Regions from separate parts of the Mus musculus genome. Here all the other regions are linked to region 1. The links are chromatin contacts, called in public promoter capture Hi-C maps. All regions are on one chromosome and are shown on one strand. Each heading gives the region's core, a stretch centred on a gene start, on an enhancer-like site or on the middle of the called end of the contact. The rest is flanking DNA. Distances are from core to core; before and after follow the strand shown. Region 1 holds the start of Gimap8 (GTPase, IMAP family member 8). Region 2 holds the start of Zfp956 (zinc finger protein 956). Region 3 holds the start of Zfp746 (zinc finger protein 746).

What was found. Promoter capture Hi-C pulls out the DNA fragments that hold promoters and counts their contacts.
Region 2: a promoter capture Hi-C map of neural stem cells shows a contact between it and region 1. The contact joins the promoter of Zfp956 here to the promoter of Gimap8 in region 1. A contact is called at or near these places in 1 of 39 promoter capture datasets (neural stem cells) and 1 of 115 datasets of contacts at active chromatin or transcription factors (memory CD8 T cells).
Region 3: a contact with region 1 is called in a promoter capture Hi-C map of neural stem cells. The contact joins the promoter of Zfp746 here to the promoter of Gimap8 in region 1. A contact is called at or near these places in 20 of 39 promoter capture datasets (the 3T3-L1 cell line, 3T3-L1-derived adipocytes, the C10 cell line and 13 more), 1 of 15 datasets of contacts at CTCF or cohesin (pro-B cells), 16 of 484 Hi-C or Micro-C datasets (the 63-12 cell line, B cells, CD8 T cells and 9 more), 1 of 115 datasets of contacts at active chromatin or transcription factors (memory CD8 T cells) and 1 of 9 other capture datasets (embryonic stem cells).

Annotation. Positions count from the first base shown.
Region 1 is chr6:48,645,417-48,649,122 of GRCm38.p6, forward strand. It overlaps Gimap8 (GTPase, IMAP family member 8), which reads left to right and starts at 1,818. Exons shown (of 6, transcript NM_001077410.1): 1 at 1,818-1,869; 2 at 1,991-2,111. The coding sequence starts at 2,020.
Region 2 is chr6:47,951,259-47,954,964 of GRCm38.p6, forward strand. Zfp956 (zinc finger protein 956) reads left to right here and starts at 2,132. Exons shown (of 5, transcript NM_178898.4): 1 at 2,132-2,324. The coding sequence starts at 2,301. It overlaps Zfp783 (zinc finger protein 783), which reads left to right. Exons shown (of 6, transcript NR_027963.1): 6 at 1-3,291.
Region 3 is chr6:48,084,988-48,088,693 of GRCm38.p6, forward strand. Zfp746 (zinc finger protein 746) reads right to left here and starts at 1,606. Exons shown (of 7, transcript NM_001163475.1): 1 at 1,328-1,606. The coding sequence starts at 1,351.

The DNA.
Region 1 (3,706 bases), core at 568-3,067:
CTCCCACGGCTCGCCAACATACCACGGTGCTCACACCCCATAGGTAGTTTCACTGTGGCAGGCTCCGCGGCTTCCCTGACTTGAGACTGTGGGATCCTTGCAAATGTTCCCTCTTCTTTTTTGTTTGTGTTTGGAGACATAGTTTCACTATGTAGCTCCGGCTGGCCTGGACCTCACAGAGCTTCACCTGCCTCTGCCTCCCAAGTGCTGGTCTTAAAGTGCGTGACGCACAGATTAGCCTCTGTGTCTAACACAATTCATGGCCGTCGTAGACTCCTCCTTGCATGACCGCATCTTTCTCCTTATGCAATTTCTGTTAGTTTATAGTCCCACTTTGTCCTGTCCCTACTGAGAGCTAGGAGAGTCAGCAGGGACCTTTCAGGTTCTCATTTGCTCCATGTGTCGTTACACACGGCCACTAGAGGGCAGGAGACCCCATCCTTCCTTAGAGCCAAACCAGAAAGGCCGCAGAGCAAAATCATTCAGCAAACCAATCGTCGACCTGCTAAGTCACGAAGAAGTTGTGAGAAGCTTTAATTTCACTTTAAGCACTCTTCCAAAGCTTATTATTTCATTTAGGACGCCTGCCCTTCCCCCCGACCCGCCCCCAAGTCCATGGCTTCTCAGTTTTGGAGCAGCAAGAGCTTGCTAGCCCTTAGCTCAGCCTCACAGGCACCTGTATATCCTAGTCTATAGTTTTCACCTCAACATTTTAATTAGATGGTATTCTATGCACTGACCTGGTGCCCAGGGGAGGTGGGGACTGTTCTATGAGTGGACCTTCTTTATTAAGGTGAGGTGAGTGAATGGGAGGGGGAGGGGGATAGGGCAGTTTTCTTTGCCAGTGTATGAGTCTGTATGTGCCCTGTTCCCCAAATCCTTCAGGATCCTTATAGCATAAGCACACGTCACTTTAGACTTCTAACAAGGAAACCATGCTGTTCTCAGTGTGCCCCTTGCTTAGGAAGTACAGATCAGATTAGGTCGCTGGGACACAGTGAGTTCTGTGAGTCATATGAAAACTCAGGTTCAAACATTTCTGTGTTTTGCTAGCTGGGGGAAAGCTTTTTCTCATCTATGAGGGAGCACTTTATTCTGGGAGAAAGCAAATGGTTCCTTTGTAGTTTTATCTACATTGTGTGATCAGTCCAGGCTGAGGGAGACGGTGGTGGGGATGAGCCAAGAGGAAAGTCTGCTGGGTTTTACTCCCAAACTGACTTCATCAAAAACTTCCGATTTTGGTCTTTGCAAAGAATAGACCTGATCTAGTTTGCTTTTCTGTTGCTGCGATAAACATCAAGACCAAAAGCAACTTGAGGAGGAAAAGGTTGATTTCAGTCTACAAGTGATAATCTGCAGGAGAGAGGCCAGGGCAGGAGCTCCAGGCAGGAACCTGGAGACAGGAGCTAAAGCCGAGACCATGAAGGAATGCTGCTTACCTTTCCCTCTGGCTTGCTCAGCTGCCTTTCTTACACAGCTCGGGCCACCTGCCGAGGGATGACACAGGCCACCCTGACGGACTCTAATATAAATCAGCAATTAAGAAAATGGCTCTCAGGCATGGCCACAGGCCAGTCTGTTATAGGCAATCATTCAGTCGTGTTTTTTTTGTTTTTTTTTTTTTTCTACCCAGATGACTCTAGGTCTGTGTTACATTCATAGCTGAAGCTTACTAGGACAAGACCCAAGTAGGCCTTTCTGTTACCATCTTTGTCTGTAGCAGTGTGAATGACTGTGCTCCCACAGCCACATGGTGGCACCCAAGGGCATCTCCAGAAGACCTGTGCCTTTGTGTTCACACCGGCCCCTCCCTAAGCCCCTTCCGTGTTCATCCTATGTGCTCTGAGCTCCTTCTCAGGCTCTACTGATGTAAGACATGCTTCTAGAAACCTCTTTCTTCCTAGAAACATTTGGAAATCCTCCTGCCAGGGAGACTGGGGTGGCCTGGTAAATCTTTAACTCTCCTTGTGTGGCTCTTGGCCCTCTTTAGGATTTGCTTCCACTGACCTGAGGGCAGAGATGGCGACTTCATCCCACCAAGGAGCAGCTGCAGGAAGCCAGGCAGAGCACAGAAGCTGTGAAGCATCAGTAGGACAGGGGGAAAGACCGAGGTATGTTTCAGAGGTGTGTGTGTGTGTGGGGGGGGTCTATTATAGCTTGGGGGGGGGTGATAAGTTTAGACTGTGGAAGGCAGTCTGCCCTGTGTTGGGTTGGATTTCAAGAGCTGGAATTATGTCACTCCAACCAGATCCAGTAGGGATGTACCGTATTTTTCCCAAGAAAGAATGTGGAACAGCTGCCTGCCAGGAGGTCTGTGGGGAAAGGCTTCACACCTAAGGAGGAAGAAGAGGACAGAAGTGTGGCAGACAGGGAGGTTCAAGATCCAGCAGGGAGTGTCTCAGGGGTTGGACTCCCAGAAGGAAGTCACTGGTTGTCACTGGGACTGTTGGTCTCCTGGAGAAGCAGATGGCAGTATCTATGTCCTATATTCTCTCTTCGAACAATTTCCAGTCCTTTCACAGAAAGATCCAGTTAGTCATGTATTGAAGGAAGTCTTGAGTTTATGTACATTTAATCCAAACTGGCCCTCACCTGCTAACTCCTTTTCTTATGCTGACTGACTCACTGTCTAGGACTAAACGTCTTCCCCCGCTGGGCTCTGGAGGCCTCTCTGATCTCTTTTCTCTGGGACCACTTGCACCTTGATGTGGGATGAATCACAGAAGCTCCTTCCAATGGTTGAACTCGTGGTACCCTTGGGCAATATCCAGGGAAGACAGAGCGGGACTCACAGACTTACTCACTCAACTGCCAGGATAGGGTGATGATTGTCTTTTGGTGGAAACATTTTGCTCTTTGTAGCCAAGACCTCTGTGCTAACAAAGTGTAAGATCTTGGGGACTGGAAGCAAAGATTTTGCTGAGGTCAAGTAGTGTCGTTCCCATTTGATTTTTACCCATGAATTGCTGACCCATGAATCCTGCTATAGAGAGATGGCACTGTATACTTTGATATTACCAGACCCATGTATAGTCCCTATCCATGTTACTGTGGCCACTGTGATGAGATTGTTGGCTGATGATCAGGTGACTGGGGAAGAGGATGACTGGCACCAACAGAATGGGTCACCCTGTCAGCTTGATGATCAAGCTCTTCCTTTGCTGAGGTCAGTTTTTGATGGGCATTCAGAAGTTCTCTTGCTTGTCTTCCTCGCAGTCCTTCCAGACACCTCTTCCAGACCGATTTCCCAGCCATGTTGTTTCCAAATCCACACCATCCAGCCAAATGGTTGGCTGGAGCCCATGGGTTGGTAATAGTTGCACATCTGACCATTTCTTCTTTTAGTGTAATGAACAAGGTGCGCTGCTCAAAGTTCTGCCCCATGGGGAGAATATTCTTCCAACGTGTTCTCAAGAGATGCCCAAGCCTTGGCCACAGTGAGGTAGCTGTCCTCTGTTGGTGGTGCCCACATGTACAGAACCATCTGCCAAACAGGTCGTCCTTTTCTCTGTCGACTGGTTGCAAGGGACTCACCCTGAGGTCACAGATTTTGGCCTGGAGTGAGAAGGTGGTGTGATCGTGGTGAGGGCATTGGGGACACTGTTTCATGAAACCAGATTACCCTTCTAACCACTTCTAGTCACTAGTTAACATTTCCACAAGGATGGAGTGCTGGTTGTCCATCTACTTGCAGGCCCAGTGGATT
Region 2 (3,706 bases), core at 882-3,381, 690 kb before region 1:
TCACAAAGACTGGGGAAGGGAGGGGAGGCCTGAACCTGGAGTAAGGCCTGGATCGAATGGCAGGGGAAGCCATGAGGTCCCCTTGGAACCAGCAATGATTCCTATGACCATCAAGACAGAAGCCCCATCTGAGGATCAACCTGAGCAGAACCTTCTGCAGTCCTGCAGCCAGTCCGTATTTAGAGTCCACAGAAGGACCAGGATTAAGACCAGGGGCCACAGATGGCATCACACGGATTGGGGAACCTCAGGCAGCAGAGGATATGGGAGAGCCACCCTGTATCCTTCCTCAGCCACAGAAGCAGGCATTCCTGTGCCCTGACTGTGGGCAGAGCTTCTGCTTGAAGATTAATCTGACAATCCATTAGCAGACCCATGTAGAAAAGAAACACAAGGAGGCTTGGAGTGGCTTGCCTATTAGGTCAGGGAAAAGCCACTCCACACTGGAACCAGAGAAAGTGGTGGTGCCAGGCCCTGTCATCCACTGGCCACCTGAGGAGCCCACAAGCCACCGGTCTCCAACAAGCCATGCCTTCATGAGACAAAGGCCAGCAACTACAGTTTACCACTGTAGTGAATGTCTTCACTCCTTTCAGCAACAGAAGAGCCTGGTATTACACCAGCATCAGCACACAGGCAAGAGGCAGAGCTGGCCTGCCTGTCCCTACTGTGGCAAGGCCTCCCGCCGGCCCTCAGACCTCTTTTGTCACCAGTGTATCCATACTGGTGAGCGTTCCTATCAGTGCCCCCAGTGTGGCAAGGAGCCACCACCTGGCTGTCCACATGCAGACTCATTCCTGAGGCTAAACAATCCTGCATTTCCTCTTGCTTTCTGTCCTCCAGGGAAGTCCAGCCCTGCAAGGGCCCAGCTCTGAACAGGACAGGACCTGCACTGTCTCAGGGCCTTTCCCTTGTGCCTGCCAAGTGGTGGAAGTTCCTTCACTTTCCAGCTGAGTTGGTACTTTAGGGGCCCTTCAAAAGCACAAGCTCCAGACCAGGAATTTGAGGTGATAGTGTCATGCCTCAAAGTCATGAGAGCGGGTGCTTCATGTGCCTCTTTGTCACAGCACCTTGGGGACAGCCTTGTGGAGCTTCTGGAGCTGGGTGATGGATTCCAATTCTGATAGTTTGCTCTCTTGTTTGGCACTCAGACACCAGAGCACATGAAGGCTCCCAGGTGCCTTCATCCCTGGCTGTGCTATTGCTAAAGTCCTGCAGACTCTGTAGCCACTCAGAAGTCCTGCACAGACGAGGCAGAGGGTGACACTGCCGTCATTCCCAGGGTAGGGGTATGACTGGCAAGACTGTGGCATGCAGCCATGGTTCTGGACGTTACTTGCCTGCACACCCAACCGTTGTTTAGGCCCTGCAAGCAAGACAGCAGTTGTCAGTAAGCGCTCAGACTGAACGTGGACAGTATAGCTGCCCCAAACTTAATCCTCCGCTGCAAGCACTCATGTTGCTGTTCTGGGGGTTCCTAGGCCTCTCTTCTAATGCTTTAGATGTTCTCTGGAAAACAAGTATTCATATTTGAAGCACAAATCCAAGTGCTGGGGTGGGGGAAGAGGCGCTGTATAATCCTGGCTCGCCTTGGGCTTGCAGTGAATTTTTTTCCCCTACCTCTATCTACCTACTAGGATTTCCTTGCTTGTGCCATTATGCACAACTGGGCTTACTGCATTTAACCTGAAATTCAATAGGACAGGTTAAAGAGTATTTTGAGTTAAGAATGAACAAAGGCTGCATGGTTGCCTGAGCTCAAAGACGTTGGATCCCAGATTCTGATGACTTATTTTGTAAAACAAAGATATGGTTGGGTTGGTTACAAGGCCCTAAGAACCATGGAGGTGGAAATATTAACTTAATCGGTGCTCTATAAATACACTGGAAAATGTAGCTGCGTGTTTGTGGCCTAGTTTGTTCTGGGGAGTCTCAACATGTGACCCTAGTGGTTGGCGTGGCTCTACAGCTCAAAGGTGAACGGAGCTCAACACCTAGTGCTCACACCTGCGGGGCTGAGACGAAACGCTAGCGAACGCTATGCAGCTTGTGCTCCCAGCTAGCCAATAGAGTCTGGCTTCTCTACCGTCAGGGGCGGAACCTCCAGGGCTAGCCAATGGGGAGCCGCCTTGTGGAGGGTGTGGCCTGCGTTTCTGCCGCGGGAGCAGCGAGGACGTCTAGGTCTCAAACTGCCAACTGCGTCCAAGACGACCATCCTGATTCTGTATCGTGAGGCCAGGAAGGGCCGCCTGTAGGGGACACAGCGGCTACAACAAGACGAAGCAGAATCGCGCGCAGCCATGACTGAGGCGGCCGCTGCACCGGTAAGGGTGGCCCTTACCGATCATGTGGGGGATGTGAAGCGGTTCCTGAATTCGCCGGGAGGACATCTTACCACCTCCTAAAATTGGGTAGAGCTCAGCCAGGTAGTCAGGGAGGAGGACTAGGAGGTCTGTTGCCACATGATTAAGTCCTTGTCTCCTTTGCCACGGGTTTGATCATTTGTAATATACGGCCGTTGAGCTTCACCAGGAAATATCTGGGCCCGGTGCACCGGCTGCGGTCGTTTTTACTCCACGACTCCTTTTTTCCAGGACCTCTTTGCTCCATCTCGCAAGTATTAGCCATCTCCGATCAAATCCCGAGCTAAGGCCCCCTCCAGTTAGCCCTCTTGGTCCTGGGACCTAGAATCTAGCTCCTGCCTAGGAGGGAGGGTTCCACGGCCTTTCGGGCCTGAATTCGATTCTATTAAGAGTAGATACATACTTCCTCGCTTGTTGTTTTTTGATGAACACCGGGAAGACTTTCCTACTGCAACTAGTTAGGGAATCAGTGTTATAGAAAACGTTGGGTAGGCGTGTTTTAGGTTCAGGTGAGTGAACTACTGAGATGAGATTTACAGTCCCTGAAGGTAGGAGGCATCTCCTGCTAGCAATAGCTTTGCAGTGACTTCAAAGACATTTCTTGGTGTTAGATTTGTGGCAAAGGATCCCAGAGAGACGAAGATATTTGACCTTTATGTGTGAAGACTGCCTCCTCCCAACCACATTTTGTTGTATGGGTCAGTGGTCACAGACCTCAGGATGGAGTGAGGAAGAGAGAAGTTTCTAGTGACAAGTATCTTACTGTGTGGGACACTTTGCTGTGTCTTTTTTATGGAAGATATCTTGGGGGAAGTTTAATGTCACAAAATTGTATTCGTTACAGTCTTTGGTTTAGAACATATAACACATTCTGACCAATAGTCAGGAACCTTCATGTTTATTGGTAATACAATATATAATAAATGTCATACACCCTGAGTGCTTTTTCTGTTTGACCACCTTAGAGATAGAGGGAAGTTCCAGGATTTATCTGTAGTCCCCACAGCTCCGCATTTTATTTACAGTTATGCATGGTGACATTACCCCCCTTCTTTTGACTAAGATGCTGGCTTTCAGCTTTCTCTGCCACTGCCTACTGGCATCTAAGATCTAGCTTCCAGTAAAGTGACTGTTCAGGGCACTGTAGTGACTGTTCGGGGCTGTTTGTTGAGGTGTCTCAGTCACAGAGACCTAGTGTCCAACTTGAAACAAGCTGAGGTTACCTGAGAGGAATGAATCTCAATTGAGAAAATGCTTCCATAAGATCTAGCTGTATGGCAAGCTCGTAGGGCATTCTCTTAATTAGTATTTGGTGTGAGAGAACCCAGTTCATTGTGGGTGAC
Region 3 (3,706 bases), core at 356-2,855, 560 kb before region 1:
GCTCTGACTGGGGACGTTCAGTGGGTCTCAGATGGGTTCTGACTGGCAGAACTGTTAGAGGGAGCAAGTGCTGTGGAGGACACTTCTGGTCCCTTACTCCTCAGGACCAGCCCTGACTGGGATTGCCCCAGACTAGAGTCTATTTCAGACGTATCCTTGTACTTTGCCACCCATTCTCTCTGCTGCAATCTGTGTGTTACACAAAGACATTTGCACAAACATCTATCTTGTTGATGTCATTCTTGTTTAATTTTTTTTTTTAAATGGGGTCCATGGTCTTTGACCTGTGTAGTTGGAAGTAGGGGTTGTGCTCTACTGAAGCCTAGCACCTTGCTAACTTAAAGCGAAGGTGGGATAGTCAATTGCCAAACAGCTAGGGAAGCCAGTACTCTGAGACCGGAGTCACTGATGCCAATTCCTTCAACTCTTTCCTACCCATATGACGAAGCCCAGGCCTTCCCAGCCCCTTCCATTTCTGCAGCCTCATATCCAAAACCATATCTCCAGGCTTGTGGACCAGTTTTGCACTGTCCTGTGTCTGGCCCTTGCCTCTCTTTGCCCAAGCCCTAGAAACCCTAGCTAACTCAACTCACAGAAGCACAGATTACCTGGCTGGGCGGGAGGAGCACCAGAGTCTGCTAAGCACCTGCATTCGAACCTCCACCAGGTTGGCTACGACCTCTTTCTGTTCGACCATAAGGCTACTCGTGTACCTGGACTGCTTTCCTTATTACAGACATTGAACTGTGAGAGCACTGTCTTCCCACACTTTTCTCGCTGAGATTCTTGGCAAGTTAACTTCGTTGGGCCTTCAGCTTTTCTTTTGTATGAAATAATAACTATAATAGTTACTACCCCACAGGTTTGCAGTGCAGACAAAATCATGCCTAAACCGGGCTGAGTGCAGCGCCAGCCTGGCTGGACAAATACGAGCAGTCCTCGCGTGCCGCCTGAGGAGGGTTGGGCACATAGTGGGTGCTCACTGTCTACAGAATCGACGTCGGACACCTCCCAGGTGCCACCAGGCCGCTGGGGGGAGCTGGGAGAGGGAAGCACCGGCCCGGCGCTGAGGAAGGAGCCCGGCCCGGGGACGCGCAGACCGGGAACTTGGCGCAGGTCGGCCTCCCGGGCGCGGACGGCCGTTCCCTGCGCTCGGCTCCACCCGGTCCGGTAGGCCCCGGAGGACCTCGCGGCCGCCCGCCGCAGCCACAGGACCCGCAGGCCCGGTCTGGCCCGGAAGCCCTCCTGGGGCCTGCGGCACAGTGTGCTGGGCCCCGGCCTTCCGGGGCCCGAGGCCGCGCAGGCCAAGCGCGCGGGCCGCCCTTACCGGAGCCGCGGCCGCCTCGGCCATGGCCCTGCGCTGTCCTGCTCGGCGCGAAGGAAGTCGACGCCGCGGCGCGCGGCCCCACGCAGGCCCGGCTGCCGGGTCCTCTCCGCCGGCAGCGCCGCCCGGGCCTGCCGCTACCTTCCCCGCCGCGCTCCTCGCAGGCCGGCCTGCTGCCGCTCCGCCCGCAGCCGCACCGCCGCCGTCAGCGCCCGGCCGCTCCACACTGCATCCTGGGAGCCGGTGCCGCGGCCAGGCCGACGAAGGCCCGTGAGGCTTCCTGGAGGCAGCGCGGCGGCACAGCTCCACCTGCAGCTCGAGCGGCGAACGGCAGCGCCGGCACCCGCTTGCCGCCGCGCTTGGCCCCGCCCTCCTCACGAGGCCCCGCCTCGGCCCGACCTCCGACCACGCCCCCGCATATCGCCACGCCCCCCGCGGCGCCAGTGCTCACCAGCGATGTGCCACCTGGTTTGGCGGTATAAAACTTGGGGGTACGGCCTCGGCAGGCAGTGCGCACCCCGGCACGGTCACTTCCGCAGCTGTCCAGCTGTAGCACGCCTATTTTTGCCTTGAAATGGAATGAATGCTTCCAACAATAGAAATATGGCTTGATAAGTCACAGTAGGTTCTCTGTAGGATTATGTATGTGTGTTATAATAAACATTTTAATGACACAAAAAATGTGGGGTTTCTATAGTATGTATACTATAATAAACATTTTAATGACATGAAAAATGGGTTAAAATGCCATCGTTTAAAATCTTTTTGAATGCAGTTGGAGATACAGTTCAACGGCTAAAAGTACTTGCTGTTCTTGCAGAGGGCTGGGTTTCAGTTCCCAGCATCTCACCACAAGCTGTAGTTACCGCAGATCCAACGCCCTCTTGTGATATATCAGGTAAGCGTGGAAAGATGTTGAACGAGAGTAGTCCGGAACTACTTCATTTTGGCGTTAAAATGCGTAACAAATGTATAACAAGATGTGTGTTATCATGTGTATTATTCATGTTCATACAGTGTTCATATAAAAGGTTATGTCTAACAAAGTTTAGGTAGGTTTGGAAGCATGTCCATTAACGTAGTGCCAGTAGACCCCAGACCCCTAATTTTTTTCAATTCATATTTTTGTTTTTTAATAACAAGGAAAGGAAGAAAAAAGTCAAAATGTAAAATTTCTCCAGAAGCCTAGTGTGGAGCCCCGTGTGGCAAAGAAGATGTATTGCCATTCAGAATTGCCTTCCATGCCACCCCCTAGCAGGAGCCTGCAAGACCAGTGCCTGAGATCTTTTTGTTGTTGCCATTCGTTATTTATTTTATGATTTACTTTTATTTTTGATTATGTATATGCACACATATGTATGCAAATATGTGTACGCGTGTGCAGGAGGTCAGGGGTCTCAGGTTCTGGGAGCAACCTGGGAACTGAAGTTTTGTTCTTACTCTTAATAACTGACCCTCCTTCCCCAGCTCCCTGACTGTGCTGGCTAACTTTATGTTAACACAAGCTATAGTCATTTGAGAGAGGGGAATCCTTTTTTTAAAAAATATTTTTATTAGGTATTTTCCCTCAATTAAATTTCCAATGCTATCCCAAAAGTCCCCCATACCCACCCACTCCCACTTTTTGGCCCTGGCGTTCCCCTGTACTGGGGCATATAAAGTTTGCATGTCCAATGGGCCTCTCTTTCCACTGATGGCCGACTAGGCCATCTTTTGATACATATGCAGCTAGAGTCAAGAGCTCCGGGGTACTGGTTAGTTCATAATGTTGTTGCACCTATAGGGTTGCAGAACCCCTTAGCTCCTTGGATACGTTCTCTAGCTCCTCCACTGGGGGCCCTGTGATCCATCCAATAGCTGACTGTGAGCACATCCACTTATGTGTTTGCTAGGCCCCAGCATAGTCTCACAAGAGACAGCTATATCGGGGTCCTTTCAGCAAAATCTTGCTAGTGTATGCAATGGTGTCATCGTTTGGAGGCTGATTATGGGATGGATCCCTGGATATGGCAGTCTCTAGATGGTCCATCTTTTTGTCTCAGCTCCAAATTTTGTCTCTGTAACTCCTTCCATGGGTGTTTTGTTCCCAATTCTAAGAAGGGGCAAAGTGTCCACACTTTGGTCTTCGTTCTTCTTGAGTTTCATGTGTTTTGCAAATTGTATCTTATAGAGAGAGGGGAATCCTAACTGAGAAAAACAAATGCCTCCATGGCCTTGACATCAGCACCAACCTTCAGGTTTCTGCCCTGCTTGTGTTCCTGAACTACTTTCTTCAATGGTGAATGATGCTTTGAAGTGTAAGGAGGAGAAACCCTTTCTTCCCCCAAGTTCTTCTCATGGTGTGTTGCATTGTGGCAAGAGAAACCCTAAGTCACGGACTGA